Linked DNA regions of Mus musculus: all the other regions are linked to region 5. A link is a contact called in public promoter capture Hi-C data. All regions are on one chromosome and are shown on one strand. The core of a region is the stretch at or near the end of the contact, and the rest is flanking DNA. Distances in the headings are between cores, read along the strand shown.

Region 1 (4,198 bases), core at 1,332-3,831, 1.0 Mb before region 5:
GAGGCAGGTGGATTTCTGAGTTCGAGGACAGCCTGGTCTACAGAGTGAGTTCCAGGACAGCCAGGGCTACACAGAGAAACCCTGTCTCGAAAAACCAAAAAAATAAAATAAAATAATAATGTGAACTACTATACTATACTACTATACTACACTACACTACACTATACTATACTATACTATACTATACGTATCAGACACAAAGCTGTTACAGTAATGACTTAGTTATTGTTCTCTTGCTGTGAGGAGACACCTTGGAAAAGGTAACTTGGAAAAGGAAGCATGTAATTGGCGTCTTGCTTGCAGTTTTGGAAGGTTAGCCCTTGAGCATCCTGGTGGATCTATGGCAGCAGGCAGCCAGGCATGGCACTGGAGCAGTCGCTGAGAGCTCTCATCTGATCTTCCAGTTACAGGCAGGGAGAGAGAGAGAGAGAGAGAGAGAGAGAGAGAGAGAGAGAGAGAGAGAGAGAGAGAGAACACTGAGCCTATTGTGGGCTTTTGAAACCTCAAAGCCTGTCCCACTGACAAATGTCCTTCAAGAAGGCCCACCTCCCAATCCTTCCCCAAACGGTTCCTCCAGTTGTGAACCAAACATTCAAATATACAATCCCACGGAGGCCATTTTTCATTTGCTGCCCCACCCCAAATGATTTAGTCATCTTAATTTTAGCAAAATGGTCTAGAAAAATCCATTTAAACAAGTCTTTGATGTCTGGCAAGCAAAAGCACGGCCACACGTAGCCATTGTTCATCAGGTTGTAAGTTAATACTCTATGTGGCAAGATTTGGCCTCTTACTCCATGTTAAATATTGGTGAGAACTGTGGCCCACTGTTAATTTCCCATAGCCACCGAGCTTCTTAAGTCTCAAGCTGCAACTCCTATGATCTAGGAACTCCCACATGGTTCATTTGTCTATAAGGTCTATTAATGAGGTGTGGGGATTTCAGTTGCCACCATGACAACCAAGATGTGCTTATTGCTTGTTTCTATTTCCTAGATACAGAAGGGTGGAAGGAAGCATCATTCTCTCTGGCCGCTGTTTTACTATTAAAACCTGGTAGTTGTGGACATTTAGGCAGACATCGTGTGACCAGCCTGATTACAAGATATAAATAGTCTGATAAATAGTTTGCGTAGAGGCAGTAAAATATGTCACAACCTACACATTAATTTGTAGTAATTTTTTTATTTAAAATATTTTTCTCTGTGTTCTATGTTATTCTTACAAGCCTATAATCTTGTTGTCCATTTTATAAGTCGTATGTGTGTGTGTGTGTTGCTGGGGTTTAAAGCCAGGACCTTGTACAATCTAGGCAAGCAGACTATCACTGAACTACAAGTCCACTCCTATAATAGAATTTTAATATTTTCTGTTTCTATGGGTGCAATTTTGTTAAGTGAGTAGGTATTTTTTGTGAAGATAAAAATATTTACATACCTTTCTTGTAGGTGTTTTCTCTCATCAGTAGTATTATTAGCAGTATTTACCATAGTTTATGATTCGCAAGACCTGAAAATTTAAATTGGTATAAGAAAAAGTTCTTAACTTCAGGCTACATATGATGTAGCTGAAGAGATTAGCATGTAAGACAGTGAAAGGGATACTATGGTGCCAAGTGGGGTGTTTGAGAGGAAAGATATCATTGTGTCAGGCTCTATGATAGTGTACACACACATGCAGGCAAAACGTCCACATCTATAATAAAGCAGAACACATTCTATAGACTTAGTTTTCAATTTGAGAACTACACACACATACACAAAATATGTATGAATGTTCACATTCACAGAGCTGAAGATGTTTTCGAAAGTAACTGTAACACATAGCACTGGGGACTGCACACACCAGACACATTCAGTATCAAGCCAGCAAAAATTCCAGCATGAATAGTGTGTGTGTGTGTGTGTGTGTGTGTGTGTTATGAATTGGCAGTTTGTGGCTTCTGGATAAGAAAGGATCAGTCTTCCTCAGGGATGTGTAATTTTGGTATTGTGAACTTTACTTTGCAATACCTTTGGCCCTTGTTTCGATCACTTTGGGTAACGACATTCCAAACATCAGTTTGCATTTTAAGTAAAAATTAAGCGTGGTATATAGTCTTTGCCAGAAGTCAACACTTGCAGATTTTCGGAGGATGTTTGAAGGAACCGGTAGGATGTTCAAGGTGGTAGTCTGAGGTTGGAGAGGAGAAGGCAGTCTTTACAGAAACGAGGAGGGAGGACGCTGCAGCAAGAGGGAGGAGTGTCAGACTTTTATCAACTCTTTAAATACAAGGGAACAGAGGCAGATGGGAGGGTGGAGAACCAAGGCCGTCCTTCTTGAGGCGACAGAAGTCTCCTCAAACCCATCGAGCCTCGGTGGAGGGTGCGGCGAGCTCCCCAGGAGGTTCTGAGCACCTGAGCTAGAGTCGGCAGGTCCAACCAAGTACTCTGCGACTCGTTCGCCGCGCTCACCTCCGCCGGAGCCCCGCCCCCAGTAGCCCCGCCCCCAAGCGCGCTCCCGTCTCGAGCTCCAGGAGCACGCGCATTACGCACGCCCCGCCCTCAGGTGCATTCAGGGGCGGGCAGGGGGCGTGTCTCCGGCGGCGCGCGCGGCTCTCTCGGCGTAGCGGGGCGGCGGGCACGCGCGCGCTCGGCCTCGCGGACCGCGTCTCCGCGCAGAATTTCCGAGCTCCGTCACTTACCGCGGTCGCGGTCGCCGCAGGTAAGCTCGCGGCTTGGGCCTGACAGCGCTGCGGCTGCGACGCCGGGGTGAGGAGACGCCGAGGCCCGCGGCGCTCGAGGTCGCTCGCCATTCGTGTCTGCGGAGAGAGGTGACGCGGCGGCGGGGACGGGGCATGGACCGTGGAGATGGCCGAGCAGCTAGGGAATGAGGAGAGGGGAGGGTGTGGCGGGCCGCGGGGAGCCGGAGGATGCTGGCGGGTGGCGGGCGCTGACAGGGATCCCTGGGCTAGCGACATCCTCAGAACTTCTAGAGAGGCAGAAGGAAAAGAAAGGACAAACCGAAATTAAATAAAAGCCCAAACCAAACCGAAGTCAGTTTTCCCCCTGAGGGCTCAGGAGCATCGCCCTACTTGGGGCGCAGATCGGGTAGCGGATCATGTGTGACCAGAGGACTCGGGGTGAGAGGAAAAGCCGCAGAGCTCGTGACACGGTTTTGGGGTTGAAAATAATCTGAATTCCCCAAACATAGCTAACGAAGATTCCCAGGCGCGGAAAGGTTTCAGGGAGGAGGAGAAAGCGAGGTCCATGGGGGACAGCGGCCTCTGGGGCAGTCGGAGTTGAGGATTTTCGCCCCAGCTCTCTAAAAGCTTCGCTTTACGTTTTCAAAGAATCAAGTCTGAGGACAAAAATTAAGGACATTCTGGAGCCCCAGATGAGGTTAGATCCTGGCTCAGAGCCAGGGTCAGTATTACTTCATCTTGACAGCTGCTCTGAGGTTGGAGATGGTACTCTGTGTGGGAAATATGGGTCTTAAAGAGGTTAAATAACTTTATTAAGGTCCCAGCTGGGGAAAAAAATGAGGTACTGAGATTCTCCCTCTGAGATTCCAGACTCTCTAATCCTGGTGCTTTCCTCACTCTATTTTATGTTTGCCCAGAGAGCATTTTTATGTCTCGTCAGAGAAGACTCAATAGATAAGAACATTATGAGAACACTTTGTGTGTGTTTATCCTGAAAGCAGATTTAAGAGACAGTGATCTTTGAATGTGGGTCATTTAGGCAGATGTGTCCTTGATAATGCAAAACTTCAAATTCTATTAAACATAGGGAACTCTTAAATTTTGCATAAATTTATTAATATGTTCGTTACATGCCAGGTAATCATTTTGTTCCTAAAGTTCCTAGATGAATATAGTATGTAATGTCTGCCATTGAGTTTAATTGAAAGAGTAATTATATAAAAGCAACTCATACTAATATAAATTGTAGTCCTCATTAGTGTGTAGATTACACTGGAAATAGTTTTAAGTGCAAACTTAAAACTTTTATACAGTGCAAACTTTATACTTTTATAAACATTATATATAAAGAAAACTATTAGCTGACTTGCCATATGGGTACTGTTACATCGTTTTCCTCCAGCAAGGCGTTCTGTCATAAAACTTAGGTCAAACTTTACTGGCATTAGTATCTTGCTTTATGTCACTACTTTTGGTAAATTTTAAAAGATCAGCGAAGAAAGCGTTTATGATGCC
Region 2 (4,543 bases), core at 937-3,436, 1.3 Mb after region 5:
ATCACAGGGCAAAGGTTGTATGGAGACCCGTGTGTGTGGCAGATAACTTCCCCATGCTGCTATGCTCGGTGGTAGGTGTTCAAAACAGTCGAGAGGAGAGTAACCCGTGAGTCTTTGGGAATCATGTGTCAGTCCTGCATGTGACAGGTTGAGTGGAATAAGATATTTGACTTCCTTAACCAGTCAGTTGAAACCAGTGTCGGCTCTGAAGTTATACCACTATTGGCTTGGTAAATCAGAGGATGGAGCATGCTGAAGACTACAGCATGATGTGTTTGTACCTGCTTGTAAACCTAGCCATGGGAAGGCAGAGTATGACGATGGCGGGTTCAAGGCCAGCCTAGGCTATGTAGCAAGCTTATGTCTCAAAAAAAACACAAAATAAAAATAAAAAGCAAATAAAAAGTATTTGTTGAAGTGAATGGTGGGATACTCTGGCTATTAGACTATTATTAGTTTCAAGATCAGACCTCTAGACACAGAGTCCAAGTGCCACTGGAGTGTTGATGAGAAATCTCTCAGTGGTACCCTGCTCCCGAGAGGAGGATGTCATCTCTTCCTGCCTCACATCACACAGTCCAATGCATTCCTCTACAGAGTGTCAACTCTACCTTGTCACTTGCTTGAAGAAAGAATCACTTGCCTCTATCTGGACAGAGTTGACTGCTCTTGGGTGCCAGTTCATGGAGGACTCACATTCACACTAAGGAGAATATGACGTGACCACCCTGGACCAGCACCCTCATTTGCAGTTCTTACCCAATATCAAGCCCCAGCAGGTTCTTGTTCCACACTGTCTAGGTCACTCTCAACTCCCTGGTGGCTTTGCTCCACTCAGGCCTCTGTCACATGGTACTGTAGCTGATAGACAACAGGAATGTGGGACTCAGGCTGGGAAGATCAAGTTCAAGAAACTGGCAGCTGCTGTACCCATGGGGAACCCATTTCCTGATCCTGAAATAATGCCTTCTCATTGGGTCCTCACACGGTGGGAAAAGCTAGCAAGCTCCCTAAAACCTACTTTATACGGGCACAAATCTCATCCATGAGGGGCCCATTCTCCTGACCTAATCACCTCTCTGGACTCTACCTCTTAGTACCTTCACCTGGGGACTAGAAATTAGAGCATATTAATTGGGTGGGGAATCACAAGCGTTCAGATCATAGTGTAAGACTCTTCCCATCTGCCAGGCAGAGGGAGACCAGCCTGGGAGGATAACGTGTTCTACAGGGATGACAATCTGCAGTGTCCCAATGTGAAGAGAGAAGTCAGCTGTCACTGTCCTGAGAGAGTTGGTCTGTGAAGTCTACAGATATCTTTCCGCTAGGGCCTAAGAGTGTCTTCAAATGCCATAGAGAATATAAATTTATATTAAGACATTTGTAGGCAGAGGCAGGTGGATTTCTGAGTTCGAGGCCAGCCTGGTCTACAAAGTGAGTTCCAGGACAGCCAGGGCTACACAGAGAAACCCTGTCTCGAAAAAAAAAATATTAAGACATTTGTGATTTAAGGAGACACAGAATGAGCTGGGGTGACAGCATGCAAGCATGAAGACCTGAATTCAATCCCCCAGAACCTTCAGGATTAAAAAAGGTTGTGGTGGGGGGGGGGGGGAAGAGGATGTGCTTATAGTCTCAGTGCTGGGATGGGGGTGGAGGTGGGGTTGATACAATCGGATCCCTGGGACTCACTGGCCAGCCAGCCTAGCTTATTTTGTGAGCTCCAGGCCAATGAGAAACCCTGTCTCAAGATGGCAGGGTTTATGGCATGTAAGGACCAACAGCCAAGGCTGTCCTCTACACTCTGCACACACACACACACACACACACAGAGAGAGAGAGAGAGAGAGAGAGAGAGAGAGAGAGAGAAGGAGAGCGTCTCAGGGAGTTTTAGGGTGCCTTACTACTTTAAGTTAGAGCCTGCGTACCTCAGGGATTGTAGCCTGAGAACTTCCTATGTGTACCAACTGGAACCTGCTAGATGCTTTCCTCTGCTGGAGTTTGCTGTGCACACCTGATGGCCTGTAGCTTTGTGGTTGGTTCCGCCACAGGGTCCCACTATCGTGTGTCCACCACCACCTCTGACACACCCCAGTTGCATCACGGCTCAGCCTCTCTGCACTGTTTGAGAGTCAGAATCCCTGAACCAGGAGCCTTGCCTTATTGCTAGACAGCTGGACCACCCCCAAAGCATCACATGGGAAGGGCATTCAGCAAATCCCGTTCCGGAAGCAATCTGTCACCCCGGCCGGTTTCCCCGTCAGCATTTGCGGGGAGTTCTGTCTCCTGGCAGGGAACTGGCTCACAGCTCCGTGCTGGAACTGGCAGCCCCTCAGAGACAGTTTCTCCTTCTCAGCATCACCCGATGACGCCCAGAGTCAAGGCGCAAACGAGCCTCAAGAACAGCATGTTCTTCCCAGCAACATGCCGGGGAAAGCTGGGCTTGGAGAAAGCTGAGCGCTCTGTGGTGTCCTGGAGCCCACGATGTGTGCCAAGCTTGCTGTCCAGCCCTTTCCCTCCCGATCCCATCCGTGGCCCAGGTGGGATGCCTTTGAACCTCTTACTCAGTTATGTAAACACACCTGATTTACTACCTGATTGCACAGATTATTGTCAGCTTTTGCCTCCCAGTGCTCCTGGGCACATGCTCCCTAAAAGTCCCAGTTTCTGGAGTGCCTTACAGTATAAAGAATGAGCCCATTGGTGCCTAGTCTTGCTTACTGCTTGCTTAATGGTTCCTAGGGGGAGCTGAAGTGTGGGCGTGGGTATTGCAGGGAGATTTGCCCTGTGGAAACAGGTCGTGGCCAGGTCAGGTGCTTTGAGGAGGAGACTTTGTCCTAGAGAAGGAAAACAGAAACAAGCACAAAAGCACATGAGAGCATGGGGCTGTGCATATCTCCGCCTTATTTTTGAGTCAGGGTCTCTCACTGTCTTGTAGCTCACCAGTTGGCTAGACCGGCTGGCCAGAAAGCACCAGGAATCCTCCTGTCTCTATCTCCCTCCATGTTTATGATACAAGCACATGTATCTTTCTCTAGTATCTTTCATCCAGACATTGCTTTTCTATGGGGAACCCATCTTTCCAAGAGTGACCTCTCTGCTCTCAACACCACTGGATACTCTTAATCCATGTCTTGGTGAAACCAGGGTCTTTCTTAATTCAAACCCTGAGCTGTTAGTTCTGAGGCAGACACTATAGAGACCACTTGTATCCTGAACACCCTATCAGTTTGGCAATTGAACCCCAGAAGCCACTAGGGTCACAACTCTAAGTCAGGTACTAGAGTCCCCTTTGCCAACTTCAAGGCATCAGGCAAACATGCGGTCTATACCCTTTCCCCTCCATCCAGGTACAGCCCTGGATTGACCCTGGTCCTGTTGTGTGTTCACTTGGCCCTCTGTGCTCTGACCACTGTCACCCACCTCCCAAACGAAGGGTATTTGGTCTCATCTCTTACCCCTCACCTCACCTTAGCTGGGGCCAATTTCACCACCTCTTCTCTGGGACTATGTCTACTCTGAGACAAGTGATGCTTGGGTGGGATCTATAAGATTACAGGCTTGTCCTGGCTTGGCCACTCATAATCTTTATGTAGTGGGCTTGTTATTCAGCCTCTTGCCCACCCTTGGGTCCCACTAGCACAGCTCCTGGCTATTGTAATGAACTCAAAACAATGGCAATCACTTAGTGACCTCTCCCAAAATGTTGCTACCCACCATTACCACCATGATATTTATTATCTTCTTGGACACCAGAGAACCAAGGACCTTCATTCACCCTCGATCTCAGAACCACATGGCTCATTGAACATGCTCGGTGGAGAAGTGCTCTCTCTCTCTCTCTCCTCACTCTTCTCTTTCCTGATTCCCTTTCTCCCATCCCCCTCTTCCTCCTCTTCTTACACACAGCTCTGCATAAGCTCTGAAATCCCATCTAGTTTCTCTGGTATTAAATTTATATTCAAATTTGATCATACTTTCACAAGATATCAATTTGTAGGTCCACAACTACAAAGAATAGTCTGGTCGTCATTGGAATGGCTAATTTCCTCAGTGTCTCCTTTGTTACAAAGACATGGTGCATGGACTTGGCAGTTACCTCCATCTTCTCACCTGTTGTCACATGACCCCAGGCTCTGTGGGCCTTGGATACTAGACCTCACCATTTTCTGTGTTCATCTGCCCACTCCCACCCTCTGCAATCTTGAATTTCTATCTTTTGCCATTGGTCACCTCAAGCAAAAAAACCTTGCTGTTGTTTTTCTGCTGTGTCAGAGAACATGACTTTTGCTTACACATAGTGACGAGTGGGTTATAAAATTCGTTTACTCTTGTTTTCAACTGTTGGGCAGAGATGGATGTGGGAGGCCACCGCCAGGTCAGCTCAAAGAGAACAATCCTGGCTTTTACAGTGAGCCCATGGCTTGAGCCTTTGTCCTTTCTGTTGGCTTGTAAGCAGAAGCCACGAACAAGGGTGCTCTCAGAAGGGAAAAAGCAGCAAAAATAGAGAATTATTTTCCAAAGCAAAACAGATCATTTAAAG
Region 3 (4,150 bases), core at 175-2,674, 1.5 Mb after region 5:
AAGAAAAGCAATAACTCTCGTCCTTTGAAACTTTGGAAAGCAGAACAGACACCCCCCAAAGGCAGAGGAAAAGGCCAGCAACGCTGATTGGGCTAGTCAGCCTGGCCCTCACATTTTATTATTCTGGTTTTTTTTTTCTATTTGTTTATATTCCCTTCTCCCAGCAAAAGATAATTTTTCCCAGGGCAAACATTTGCACATTGCTACCACACACGGCTATATACGAGGGGGGAGCTCACACTCTCCAGAGAGGAAGAACAGTGAGTGCTCTGAGGCTGGGGTCATTCATTTATTTTCTCTGAGGAAAGCTGGGAAAGTGGCCCGGGAGGTAAAATTGCAAGGGCAGCAGCTTTCCATGTGTCTCTTTCAATCCCAGGGGGTCAGAACAGCAGCCCACAGAACAACCCTCGAGGATGCAACAGGGACAAGGGTGTAAGAAATGGCCTGAGTTCCCCCCCCCCCCGTGGGTTTCAGGCCTCCTGCAGGGGAGGAGGGGAACTGGGTGGCAAGGAAGGAGCCTGGCTCCAAGGAGCTCGGAGTGTATCCAGCTTGGGACCCTGCCAGCACCAAAAGCAATTAAGGGAAGAGGCCAGAGGCCCCGAGGCAGAGTCTGACAAGGTTAAGGGGAGGTGAGGAAGAGCCGGTTAGGCTGAGGAAGAGCCAACCGGAGAAAAAGTAAAGGTTCAGAGAAGGACAGGGAGAAGAAACAGCTGGAGGCTACAATGTAGTTGCTGGTGTTCCTGCCTCTATCAGCAATGGACTATCAGAAGTGTGACTGTAGTGTGTCACATCCTCAGTCCCCCTTCGAAGAAGTCCAGAGCTCCCCAGTGCCTGCTAGAACCCCTTGGCTTGCTTCGGTTGAAATGGAGGTGATCTTCATCTGGCTTGGCCCATAAAGAATGTCTCCCGTCTGTGACCCACATCTGGGCCCTTTGGAAACGCGAGGAGTCTCACAGTACATCCCTGCCTAGACCTTCATAACCAGGTACAGCCATAAGGCCGTGGGGAAAGAAGGAAAGGGGACGCAATCTCCATCCCACAGAATGGGATACAGAATCCTGGGGACTAAGGAGATCCTGGCTGTCCCGGGTTGGAAAGAGAGGTGACTGGAGACGCAGCTTCCCCGGGGTCCTTCCAGGGAACCAATCTTTCTTTCCCTCGGCTTCCTTCGCTCTGATAATGTGAATGAAGCCTGGGAGAGAAAAGAGAGCGCGCGTGAGCGCAGGGAGGGGAGAGAGGGGAGGGAAAATCCCGGCCGTGGGAGAGCGAGCGCGGGGCCAGAGGCGGAGGGGCGGCGCCGAGAGAGCGCGCCGGGCGGCGGGCGGTGGGTGGAGGCGCGGAGGGCGCGGGCCAAGAGCGGAGGGGAGGGCGGGCCGAGAGGGAGGAGCCCCCGGCCGCCACCGCCGCCGCTGCCGCCGCCGCCAGCCCGCCCGGCGGCCCGCGTAGCCCGCGCAGCCCTCACTCGCCGCCGCGCCTCGGAGTTTGAGCCCCGCGCAGCCGGAGCGCAGGCACGCCCGGGGCGCGGGGTCGGAGCGCGCAGCGCGGCGCCGCCCCCCGGCCCTCGGCCCCCCAGCCCCTGGAGCCCCCGGAGCCGCGCGCCGAGGGAGGAGGGCGGGCGGGCGCGGCGGGCCGGGCCGGCGGGCGGCGGACTATGAGGCGCCCACCATGGTGCGATGCGACCGCGGGCTGCAGATGCTGCTGACCACGGCCGGAGCCTTCGCCGCCTTCTCGCTCATGGCCATCGCCATCGGCACCGACTACTGGCTGTACTCCAGCGCGCACATCTGCAACGGCACCAACCTGACCATGGACGACGGGCCCCCGCCCCGCCGCGCTCGCGGCGACCTCACCCATTCGGGACTGTGGCGGGTGTGTTGCATCGAAGGTAGGACCCCTACCCCCAACGCACACACATAACACGCACACATGCACACGCACACATTGCCCCGGGGAGTGGGCCGGGGGAGGGGTGGGCGCGGCGCTGGCTCCACGCGAGACACAAAGAACCTAAAGCTGGGAGGGTGGGTTCCCGAGTGGACACGGGCGCAGCAGCCTCGGGTCCCTCTAGGCTGGGGACCTCCCCAACACACCGATCCCACAAACTCTCGGCTCGCACGCGCACACCCCCTCGCGCACAGACACAATGAAACACACAGAAACTCACGCACGCGCGCGCAACCCGAGAGCGGAGCGATCCCCAGGGGCCTCGCCGGCGCCCCTGGGGGAGGTGGAGGCTGGCGTGGGGGCGGGAGGAGTCTAGGGTTGGGGGGAAAGCGGACGCGGGAGGAGGGGGAGGGGTTGCTTGGCAACCGGTGTCTGTGCGATTGCTATGGGAACTGGCCATCCTGGGGCGGGGCCGGCCGGGGGCGGGGAGCCCCGGGGCAGCTAGGCGCTCACTCCAAGCCCCCAACTGAGAGGGTAAGGGCGGGGTACAGGTTGGGCCCCAAGCGGTTCTGGGGGAGCCAGGTAGCTCCAGCCGGCCGGCCTTCTCTTGATCCCTGACACCACAGACTCACTCCTCTCTGCGCGATGGGTACAAGAGGGGAACCGCGCCGCGTCTCCCGTAACTGAGGCAGCAAGCCCTGGGTCACTGCCCCTCAGCACGAAGTCGGCAAGAGACCTCCGTAGGAACCAAACTGGGGAGAGGAGAGTCAACAGCGGACCAAGAGTGGGCTGGGAGGGGCGTGGTCGCTGTTAGGGCAGGGCGGGGCTCTGTGACCCCCCTAGTATACAGAGACTTGAGAGGTGTGCTTCGGTTGAAATGCATCTAGAGATAGGGATTGAGTCCCTTGGACTGTGGGGACAGCTTCTAGGAGCGCGAGGCAGAAACCTCCGACGCCGGAAATGCATTAGGCTTCTTAGCCCTCCTGGCGCCCTCATGCCCAACGGAAACTCGAACTAACAGGTGTCTACGGAGGGGCGGTCTGGTTCTGCCAGGTTGTAGTCAGATCGGCTGGTTGGTCTCTGACACTGGGGACAGATCAGGGGAACTGGCGATCATTGCTTTAATTTCTCAAAAATCCTTGCGTAGTGTTTCGACTTTCTTTCCGTCACCATTTCTCGTGTGCACTCCGCCCCTGGGAAATTGAGGAAATTCTTCCCTCCTCTCCTCCCTTCAGCTACTTAAGTGTGGTGGGATGCCACAGGAGGGCCAGCTCTTAGAAAGATAGCCCTTCCTGGACGCGTTTTGAATCATATGAAAGGAGGCATTGTGAGGTTTGACTTAGTGATACCCCCCCCCCCACTGTCCCCGCCAGACCCTGGGCTCCTGTCCATCTCTGTCCTCCAATTCCGAGTCCAGATCAGGACTGCTTCTGCACTTTGGAGTTTTATGCTAGCTCTGAGCGGTTTGTAGATGACAGAGTTGTGAGATCAATAGTTAAGGGGGAAAGAACGCCTCACAAAGGAAGTGGTGGGCCCACGATGACACCCCCCTTTTCTTCTGAAAAAAAAACATAATTTTTGGGCATGCAGTTGCTCAGATCGTGAACACCTACACTTCTCATCTGGAGAATGTACCCACGTCACTACCTGCCACCGCACCTGAGTTAGAGAGCAAGGGCTGCAGAGCTGTGTGAGTTCTGCCTCACAGGCTCCACTGGATGCCACCTCCCACCCCCATCCCAAGAAACCCACGGAGCTTGGACCTTCCCGTTTCCCAAGGGAAACTTGAGCGCAGGCAAGCCTGGCCTGCATGGTGACTCCAATGCCTTCTTTATTAATCCCTCATCCTAATTAGGATTGATGCTGCACTTAGCATCTTGCCAGCTGCCTCGAGCCGTTTGAACTCACTGTTCATCAAGAGAGCCCCGGGCTGATCAGGGCAGCTGGCTCGCCTGGCAGAGGGAGCCATCTGGGGGACTTCACGGAAAGAACTGGGCTGCCTCTGTTATTCCCCAAAGCTTGGGGGGTTCTGAGGAATGAGCAGGCTGTACCTACTGGGTGTACCAGGACCAGAGCATCCCCCCGAGACTCAAGGCTGTGAGAGTTGGTTCAAGATTCTTTGTCCAATGCTCAGATCCATAACTGGGCGGGAACTGCCAGCTTTTCTCATAACACAGCAAGGAGGCAGACAGCTCCCAGAGCCACTGATGCCCCCTGTGACGCAGGCCAGCACGTGGCCAGGGACTGAGACCAGGACAGAACAGTT
Region 4 (4,468 bases), core at 213-2,712, 1.3 Mb after region 5:
TCCTTTGGGAACAAACTCACACTGTTCAGCTTTCATTACAGCAGTGGTTACATTATGTTAGAAATAAATAGTCTAGAGATGATTGGTGTTGGTGGGCACGTGGGCATGGAATAAATACAAATACCAAACCACTTTAAATAAGGGGCCTGCACGTGGGAGGATCTGGGTGTCCATTAAGGTCCTCCAAGTGGCTGTACGTGAGAGGTCTTCTTCCTGTAGGCCCTGGGCTAAGACTTTCGCAAAGCAGTTGTGGATTCACAGCCCTGCCTTCTCTTTTTAAGCAAACCAGGCTGGCCTTGAACTCAGAGATCTGCCAGCCTCTGCCTCCCACATGCTGTGATTAAAGGTGTGTGCCACCATAGCTAGCCAGCCCTGCCTTTTACAGACAACCCCCTCCCCCATCCTGCTGCTGCCACGCCCAGCATTGGTGTGCCAGGACACTTTGTTTTCTGAGGAGCTGTCTCTGTATAATGACACAGCAGGAGGAGCAAGCTGTGACCTGTCCAGCAGCCCGAGAGCTGTGAGAAAGGTCACAAGAAATAAGCCCAGATTATAATATTTCCTCGCATATGAAATTCAAAATTTAACATTCTAAGGACAAAGCTACACCCCTCCACTTTCCTGTCACCCACAGCAGCTTCCCGACTGTGAAGGCTGTGAGGAGTTGTAAGAAACACACAAACCTTGCCCCTACAATCTGACCGTTTACAGGAAAAAGTTCTGCTGACCTTAGGCGCAAAGTAAAATGTAAAAGAAATGTTCAAACTACAAAGACACCAGCTGTGGGGCTTCCTGGTCTCCCCACACTGACATGCATTCTAAGATGCAGCGATGAGCTGAGGGGTTCCCCACCTCCAAGCCCCACTCTCCAAGCAGCCGCTGTCAGATCTCACTCCCCTGACAGCTAGTGTTACAGTCACCGTCTCATGTAAAACTTCCCTGTGATGGAAAAATGATCCGTGCTTAGGCCTCTCCTTTTAAAATCTTGGGGAACAAGATGCCTTGAGAAGCTTGGAGTCTCAAAATGGGGGATTTTTGTGGACTCGGCGTGCGCCAAGCATGCAATGTTGGCAGCGGCCGCTGTGTGTCAGCCTTGCACTGGTCATGCAGTCGGCTCCAGCCCTCTCAGAGCTCCAGAGAGAACTGGTGGGAAGGTTAGGAGGGAGAACACAATCTCAGCCCTGTTCTGTGAGCCCACGGGCACCCGTGCAGCTCTGGAAAACTGCGAAGAAACTGCGAAGAAGGAATTGAATCCAGAGCCGGGGGTTCCCATAGCCACTTCGGGGCTGTTGACACCAGCTCCGTCATCTCTCCCTCCTGGAGCTACACTTGAATGTTTAATAGCCCCGGTGTGTAAGGGGGGTTGCTTTCTAGACTCTAGCAGAGGTCAGCTCTTACCATGCTCTGTTGTGCTGCTGGTTGTCCTCCCATTAAACTGCCTGGCATAATGTCCCCATCTGTCCCAGCATAATGGCCTCATAACTATGCAGACTTACTTGGCTCCATGATATATGCTCTCCGTGGGGCCAGCTCTTAGCATACCAGTGACAGAAAATATTTAGAAAAAGGCAATATTTGAGCACATTCTGGAGGCAAAAGAACATTGATTAAAATCTCCTTTTATGGTGAACCCCTCTCTTCCACCCACTAAATATCATTACATGTGCGTAATTTATGAGTTCAATATAACCCCAAAAGATATGTTTTCAGAAGCATCCATTTACGCACCTTACTGCATTAGCCCAGCATAGCTCCTGGAAGTCGCAGGCTATCTTTTACGCATGCGCACCATTGATAACAGGGGTTAAGATGGAATGACAGGCCCCGTATAGGGTCTTCATATCACCCCTGATTGAGAGACGAACTGTCCGTACGGGGAAGTCTGTGTGGGGGAAGGGAAAGAATGTTTGAGGCCTTTACTGTAATGAGGTGCATAACTACCAGTAGGCTGACCTGTTAGCAGCGTCCGTCACCTGCAGATGTACGGATGCACATTATCCCCCACTCAGTGAAGAGCAGATCTGTCAAGGTCACCCTGTGTTTGCTAATATGAAAGCAAAGCTGATAAGCTCTGCTGGGGAGGGACCCTCCTCACGTGTAAACCTTGGTCTCCAGGACCGGCTGTACTTCGTCATGGAATACGTCAACGGCGGGGACCTCATGTACCACATTCAGCAAGTCGGGAAATTTAAGGAGCCACAAGCAGTGTGAGTAATCTTTATTAACATTTTTCTTTCTTTCTTTTTTTTTTTTTTATTTTGAGTCTTGAAATTCAAACAGCCTAATTCTCCCAACTGAGAACTCCTTCTAGATACTATGTCCAAGGGCAACTCTGCTCACTTGGGTCTCAGCTCTGAAACTTCCCAGAGTAGCAGCTGAGCCAACAGGACCTGTGCATAATAGGTATGTCTTAGGACCAGTGATTCTAGTCTCAGCAGACTGGACATACGGACGCCTGCCTCCCCATCACCTACTAACACCCGTATGGATGGAAGCCTTCCCTGCTTGCTGCTCATCCAGCAAGAGTGTAAAGTGATGAGAGGCCCTTGGGCAGCCCATGCTCTCATTAGCAAAAGCCATCCAACAGTCCTGACACATTGCTGAAACAGTGCAGGTCAACACAGGGTACCACTAACACTCCAGAGTCGGAGAGTGGGTGCAGCACAAAACTGGGGGATGCCCAACCCAGAGATGAGAGGTGCCTGCCAAGGAAAGGATATGGAGCCAAGTCCAGGGGGTGACCTTCAGCTTAGGTGACATGAGGTGGTGGGGGAGGCTGGACAAAGAAGTGCAAAGCCTGCTGGGAGGGCAGCCTATGAGGATGGCAGAGAGAAGGGCTTGATCCCACAGAAGTTCTGACAGAGCCTACTGGCTGAGACAAGAGGAAAAGTAAGGAAGGGGCCGGTGCAAGGGGACCCCTGGGAACCACGGCAGGGAAGAAAAAAATTGAGCTGAAAGTAGGTCTTTATTTACAAGGAACATTCTGGAAGAGGAAAAGCCAAAGTGCAAGAGAAGGAAAACCTCTTTAAAGTGACATCACAGGCCAGGGGGAGGACACTGTCCAGGAGGAGGGAAGCTTGTCCTCGAACATCACACTGGGATTGCACCTTCCTTGTGGGAATGCAGGAGCAGAGAGCAGGCAGGAACCTGAGGAGTTAGCCATCCACGGGGTGGGGGTGGGGCACGGGTACCTGCGCTCTTTCCCATCTCCTGGGATCCAGAAAGTCTGCAACTTAAATAGAAGCAAACTGAGCAGAGAGCTCTTTTCCAGACCTAGACGCAGAGGCACAGTGCGCCTGCGCCCATTAGTCAAGTCAGCAAATGGAAACGGGACCCAGGCTCATGCGTGGCCTGAAACATAAATCACGGGAACCCAGAGCCTGTGTGGGATAATCTGCACCATAAAGATTAGCTGGACGAAGATAGGGAGCCCCTTAGGTAAAGGCTTTAAAAAATATAAAGGGGGATTTTTCCTTTTATTTCTACTAAGAAGCAAGTGTATTTCTTTTAGAAACACCGGCCCTTACCCACCCACCTCATTGTATCAGAGTACTGAGATGCTCAGATTGTAAAATAAAGCTGAATAGCCCAAAGCCAGAAGAAAATTAAAGGTGGCAGAGTGGCCATCTTATGTCACAAAGATGGTGCCTCTCCTGAGGCCCTTTCGTATCTGTACTGCAGAAAAGTTAAAAATAAAGGAAACAAGGAAAATAACATGAAAATCACCCACGGTCCTACTCCCCCTCTGCCCCCTACATCCTCCCCCCCACACACCTCCCAGCCCTACCCTGGCCTCCCTGCCAGCCCTCACTAAGCCTCTTCTCTTCGGCTCTCCTCCACTCTGCAGCTACGGTGCTTATTTTAAGCCTCCCGGGTGTATTCACCCAGGCGTGGACTTGTGGCTCCTTGGACTTCAAAGGCTCCCCAGTGCTATGCAAATTTTAAAACATCATTCTGCATTTAATCCGAGCTCCAGATATTAACCTATTAACGATTTTGTAGTGATGGTAATGACTGTTTTTATTATGAATTATTTAAAAGGGCAAACTCGGGCATGAATCATGGAGCGTGTCCCATTTATTCCGTCCGGCACTTCAGAGAATGAATAAAGCAAGCAGCTAGAGCGTACAGCGCACCCGAGGCCTTGTCTTCCGGGAGCGGTTACACTCTCAAACCGCAAACTGCTTCGTCTGTGTGTCGGAGAAAAGCGACCCTTCCCCTCAACTACCCTCCTGACACAGGGGGGTCTCACCAGTGTTCATTCCTTACGTCTTTATATTAGGAATTATTTTGTAGGGAATAAGTGAGCTCCTCACTTCCCCCAGAAACAAAAAAATAAGCTTTTATAACTGGAGAAATGAAGAGGCAGGTGCAGATGCAGAGCCAGCTGTGGAAAGCACGTGAAGGGTGATCTCAGAGAGCGTTAGGATCTCTCTGTCTCTCTCTGTCTCTGTCTCTGTCTCTGTCT
Region 5 (4,563 bases), core at 1,952-4,451:
GGCTGAACTACGGAAGCTACGACATTCTATCAAGATGATTATTGACTTAGGTATCGAAGGACATTGCAGCTTGTGTGGATGGCACACCATCATACGTAGAATAGATTTTGTTCTTTGAGGACAAGATCCATGGCACTGTAAATTGCGTTGCATAATATTTAGGGCTGTGATCTAAGTTTAGGCTCTGAATCACACTCTTATAAGGATGACAAGAACACAGGATACCCGTGATGAAGAGGACAATGACAGAATCATTGTAACGGAGTCATAGAACGATTAGCTATTAGCACTATGCTCCTCTGACTTGTTGGATTTGAGGGTCAGTCTCTTTGTTGAGGTATTGTTTACAAACAGCAATGGACTCTAATTTGAGCAACATAATTGAGTGTTAATAGATGAATTCGCCAGTGTAACCACCAATGCCTATTAAGGTGGTCACCTTTACAAAGATTAGTTTGTATGTATAAATGTATGCATGTAAGTGTGTTTGTGTGAGTGCACGCCTGTGCGTGGGAAGGCTGGACACACATGTTCATATGTGTGGGTGTTGTGGTCTTGGGTGTCCTGCCTTACAAGCCAGCTACTTGTTATTTAAGATATGGTCTCTCATTGGTCTGGAGCTCGCTGCATAGGCTGGGCTTGCTGGTTAGGTATCTCTAGGGATCTGACTGTCTTCTTCCAGTACTGGAGTTACAAGTGTACTTAATGCTCCGTTTTTCTTAGAAAAAAAAAAAGTGGGTCTCTGGGGATTGAACTCAGGTCCTCAGGGCTGCACAACAGGTACTTTACCCACAGTGCTCCCCTCAGTATTGAACATTTATATTTCTTGGCATTTCCCCTTCTGCCCATTCCCATTCCATCACAGACCCAGCCCTTCCAAACTGCATCAGTATTATGATCTGGTGTCCAGTGAGCTCCCTGTCACCATCCTCCAATCCTGCTGACTCCTGCTTCTCTATCCTCTCTCACTTGCTTGAACCCCCTTTCCCTTCGAGACCCCATAATGCCCCCTCATCACAGTTGCCATCCACTCAGACAAAAGGCCTTCCCAAAGCACTGTGTTGTGCCGTCTGGTTTTCGACATATCTGAATTGTGTTTTGCACTGGTTTTATGCAATTATTCTTTCCTTCCATGAAACTGTAAGTTCCTTGAGACAGAGATGATGGGAATCACAGCCTGTTTTGAATGCCAGGCCTTTCGGCACAAAGCCCAGCACACAATATAATTGTTGTTTAAATAGGTTAACGGCATCAATTTCTTTTCCAGGCTGCTACCTAAACCTTTTATATCAAATTACATATTGGAGCATTTTGGAAGGAACAGAGACTTAGCTCTGCGGGAGAGCCCCAGAGACACTCTTGCCCTTGGGAAGGCCCTGGCCCAGCTTGCCTCAAGGGGCTCTCACCTGCCTCACAGCTCCTGTTGGTTTCTGCCTGTACTGTTTGCTGGCTTCTCTATGTTTTCTGGCTTCCTCCACTCATCTTTCATTTCTGCTTCCCCCCTGAATTCAGCTCGCAATTCACCTCAGATTCCTCTTGTCTCCATGTCCCATCTCTCTGGCTCTGGTTGACATCTGCAAAGGTAATATAATAAATACTCTAAGAAGCGTAACCTAAGCTTTGTGGAACCACATCGCAGGCTGAGGACCAGCCTCTGGTACACCCACCAAGCATCTCTGGTCCAATAGGCTAAGAGAAAATCCTCCAAAATATGACTGCTTCACAGGGAAGCTTGAAAGAAGAGATGACAGTGAGCAGCATGCTCTCTACGACGGCTCCTATTCTAGAGCTGAGCACAATTCCTTACATTTTCGATTTTCCTCATTGCTGAATGACTTAAGCTCCCAATCCACCCCCTTAGGAAATCACCTCTATTTTCCTTACTCAGAATTTATAGAACTAAGAAATGCTGGCTTTATTTGCTTATGTGTATTCCGTGTAACACTAAACCCAGAAGTTGTTCCATGAGGAAACGTCAAGACATTGCAGCTTTTTCCTGGGATCCCAGCTCACATAAGGAACACGCTTCTCAGAGGTCTGGTATGATTGGCAGAAACCCCGGTCCTCTGCATCAACCCATCCCTGGAGAGCTCACATCCTTTTCACTGAAGTTTGTGATGTGGGGGCTTCTGCATGGGGCCCAGGGGAAACGAGCACTTTGACATTGTTTGCAAACTGGAGTCAGTGTTATGTGAACATGTGTGTGAGCATGCTTTCTGAGAGTGTCCACAGCGTTCAACGGATTCTTACAAATAAATGTGCCTGAAAGGAAAAAAAAATAGTGGATAAGGGCTTAGATGCTAAAGGTATACCAGTTGACTGAGCACCACTAAGGCGAATCCCTTTGTTCTTTTTCAACTTAAACATGCGAGATGCGACATTGTATATCTATCCTGCTTGTGTAGACTAAGTGGAGGCTTCATCCTTTTTTTTTTTTTCTGGATATATGCCAATATAGGCTCATCAATTGGTGACACATACCAATCTCCCCAGACAGGTTGACCCTGGAGGGGGGTTATGAATGTGTGGAGCAGGTGGCCACTCTGGAGGCATCTATTCTGTCCCATCTGCCCAATTTTTAGGTCAGTTTAAAAGTTCCTTTAAGAGTCTATTAAAGACAAACAAATACAAGTATCGGGAATTAGAAGTAAAATATAATTTGCCTAAGGGCACACAGTTAGCTAAAGAGTGTCTATGGGCTTCTTCACTTCTTCCTCTCTTGAAACCAACATCTTACTAGTTAGTCTATTTGTTAGGCCAATTAATAAAAGTCTACATCTGGTATTTTTTTTTATCTTAAATATCTATCTAGGAACAATCACAGCGTTGCTCACTTATCTATTAGAAGCTTCATGGACACTTCTATTGGATACCATGAAACTGTTTAAAATTTTCTCTTCTCTTATAAAGAAATTCTTAGCGCTGACTTACCCAAAGATGTCCAACTCTCCTGCAAGCTGGCGTCGGAAAGCTCCTTTCCCACTGTGCTCTGTCTCACTTCTGTATATAAAGAGATTAACAGGCTCACACACCTTGGGGCAGATGCTCTAGCTTCAGCATCCCTGATCTGGCCTTCCTACCTGAGGTTTGGTCCAGGTGGAGCCGGACGCCGCCCCCTGGTGGCAGGTGGGAGCCCGCGCAGTGCATGCTAATGAGCGCGCGGCGCTGCTCGCTGATTGGTTGGCGCGAATTCCAGCTGCTTTGCATGTCGGCGGGTGCGAGGGAGAGTCGAGGGGTGGAGGGCGGTATTCTGGGCCCTGCGCGCTCCGCTCTCTGTGCCTCCCGGTCTACGCCCAGGCTGGGGCAGACCAGGCTGGCTTGTGAACTTGGGGGTTTCCCCTTTCGCTCCCATTCGTGTTGTGGTCGTGAATTCATCCAGGGTCCAGAATGACGATCCGACACCAAGGCCAGCAGTACAGGCCGAGGATGGCATTTCTCCAAAAGGTACCCTGGGAATCCCCATCTGGACCCTGGCAAGTGGGCGGGGACCCAGTATGTGGAGTGTCCAAGGGAAGATTGGGCAGGGGCAGAGGGCGTCCATCTAGGTCGATCCGCGCTGCCCAATTTTACTAAATGACTTCTATGTGGCTCTATGTGTTGTATTTAAAAACCATAATGATTGGGTTTTCGCGTAAACTGTAGTGGAGAATTCGAAGGCAGCCGTGATGGTCTGCTGCAGGCCAAAAACAACCTGTTACTCAGGAGAGTGCTTGAAGCTGCGCGGTGATTTGAGACAGCCTATATTGTTACAAGGAATCGGCTATTAAATGAACATTTCCCCCAATACTAAACAGCAGGATTTTTAAGTGTGTGTATGCCTGTGTGTATAAAAAGACCAGGAAAATGTGATTTGTGGGATCAAGAGCCTCCCCTGATCCCAGGATGGCAATCTGTGTGTTTTCTGTATAGTTAGAACCGTTTCTTGTCGATGGCTAATGGCCAGAACAGGGTGTCCGTTCCCGATGGACATGTGGGAGGTGGAATGTACCTATGGGGTGACGTGTTTGGGGACAAAGTGGTTCATTTAGTTCTGGGCTTTTAAGTTAGACAGTGTGGGAAGAGACACTCACAGGATTAAGTCCCAGGTCACTTGTCTGCCCTACCTCTGGCTCATGCCACTTTTCATAGGATTATCCTGTTGAGGGAATTAGCCCGATGGATGTTCTGTGACAAGCTGGGCCCTCCCTGCCTTGAGCCTCTGGAGCTTAGCAACTGGGTGCAGTTGGTGACTAAGTATCCTAATCTACAAGATGTTAAAAGCTGGACAGACCTGGGCACACCAGGACATTCGGCACACCTGGTCATCTCCCCGAGAAGCCAGATAGAAGAGATGTAAGGGCCATGCCGTAAACAGAAGGGAACACTGTCTCACTCAGGAGAGTAGACAGTGCAGCTCCCAGCTCCTGAAAGGACAAGAGGCTGCCCAAGTCTGGTGGTCCAAAGTCGAACGTCATTTTCAGATCGTGTCTAGGCTGGTCTTCTCCTGCCGTGCAGGACGGCCCTGGCTTGGAGCTTAGAGCACCTATCTGTAGCACTCGTGTGTTTATCACTCCCATGCATCCT

What was found. Promoter capture Hi-C pulls out the DNA fragments that hold promoters and counts their contacts.
Region 1: a promoter capture Hi-C map of embryonic stem cells shows a contact between it and region 5, with 5 times the contacts expected there. The contact joins the promoter of Abca5 here to the promoter of Rgs9 in region 5. A contact is called at or near these places in 4 of 39 promoter capture datasets (embryonic stem cells, hippocampal neurons, liver and 1 more) and 1 of 9 other capture datasets (macrophages).
Region 2: a promoter capture Hi-C map of hippocampal neurons shows a contact between it and region 5, with 6 times the contacts expected there. The contact joins the enhancer-like site here to the promoter of Rgs9 in region 5. A contact is called at or near these places in 9 of 39 promoter capture datasets (cranial neural crest, embryonic stem cells, hippocampal neurons and 5 more).
Region 3: a promoter capture Hi-C map of embryonic stem cells shows a contact between it and region 5, with 5 times the contacts expected there. The contact joins the promoter of Cacng4 here to the promoter of Rgs9 in region 5. A contact is called at or near these places in 4 of 39 promoter capture datasets (embryonic stem cells, hippocampal neurons and liver).
Region 4: a contact with region 5 is called in a promoter capture Hi-C map of embryonic stem cells, with 6 times the contacts expected there. The contact joins the enhancer-like site here to the promoter of Rgs9 in region 5. A contact is called at or near these places in 10 of 39 promoter capture datasets (the 3T3-L1 cell line, HPC-7-derived erythroid cells, embryonic stem cells and 4 more), 1 of 115 datasets of contacts at active chromatin or transcription factors (embryonic stem cells) and 1 of 9 other capture datasets (embryonic stem cells).

Annotation. Positions count from the first base shown.
Region 1 is chr11:110,336,099-110,340,296 of GRCm38.p6, reverse strand. It overlaps Abca5 (ATP-binding cassette, sub-family A (ABC1), member 5), which reads left to right and starts at 2,581. Exons shown (of 39, transcript NM_147219.2): 1 at 2,581-2,812. It overlaps Gm39445 (a long non-coding RNA gene), which reads right to left and starts at 2,459. Exons shown (of 3, transcript XR_880289.1): 1 at 2,013-2,459; 2 at 1,438-1,509; 3 at 292-392.
Region 2 is chr11:108,021,109-108,025,651 of GRCm38.p6, reverse strand. All of the region lies in intron 5 of Prkca (protein kinase C, alpha), which reads left to right. Among named protein-coding and RNA genes, the nearest start is that of Mir7223, 27 kb to the right of the region's middle. Within about 2 kb of position 2,186, at least 26 of the 459 cell types and tissues checked have an H3K27ac peak or open chromatin away from gene starts, as enhancers often do. A contact at or near this core is called in hippocampal neurons, where this site is marked.
Region 3 is chr11:107,791,980-107,796,129 of GRCm38.p6, reverse strand. It overlaps Cacng4 (calcium channel, voltage-dependent, gamma subunit 4), which reads left to right and starts at 1,424. Exons shown (of 4, transcript NM_019431.4): 1 at 1,424-1,885. The coding sequence starts at 1,666. It overlaps Gm11650 (predicted gene 11650), which reads right to left and starts at 2,258. Exons shown (of 2, transcript NR_165828.1): 1 at 2,165-2,258; 2 at 277-1,192.
Region 4 is chr11:107,979,350-107,983,817 of GRCm38.p6, reverse strand. Prkca (protein kinase C, alpha) reads left to right here. Exons shown (of 17, transcript NM_011101.3): 11 at 2,116-2,207. Among named protein-coding and RNA genes, the nearest start is that of Mir7223, 15 kb to the left of the region's middle. Within about 2 kb of position 1,462, at least 71 of the 459 cell types and tissues checked have an H3K27ac peak or open chromatin away from gene starts, as enhancers often do. A contact at or near this core is called in embryonic stem cells, where this site is marked.
Region 5 is chr11:109,296,819-109,301,381 of GRCm38.p6, reverse strand. Rgs9 (regulator of G-protein signaling 9) reads left to right here and starts at 3,201. Exons shown (of 19, transcript NM_011268.2): 1 at 3,201-3,444. The coding sequence starts at 3,388. It overlaps Gm39441 (a long non-coding RNA gene), which reads right to left and starts at 3,152. Exons shown (of 3, transcript XR_880277.3): 1 at 2,932-3,152.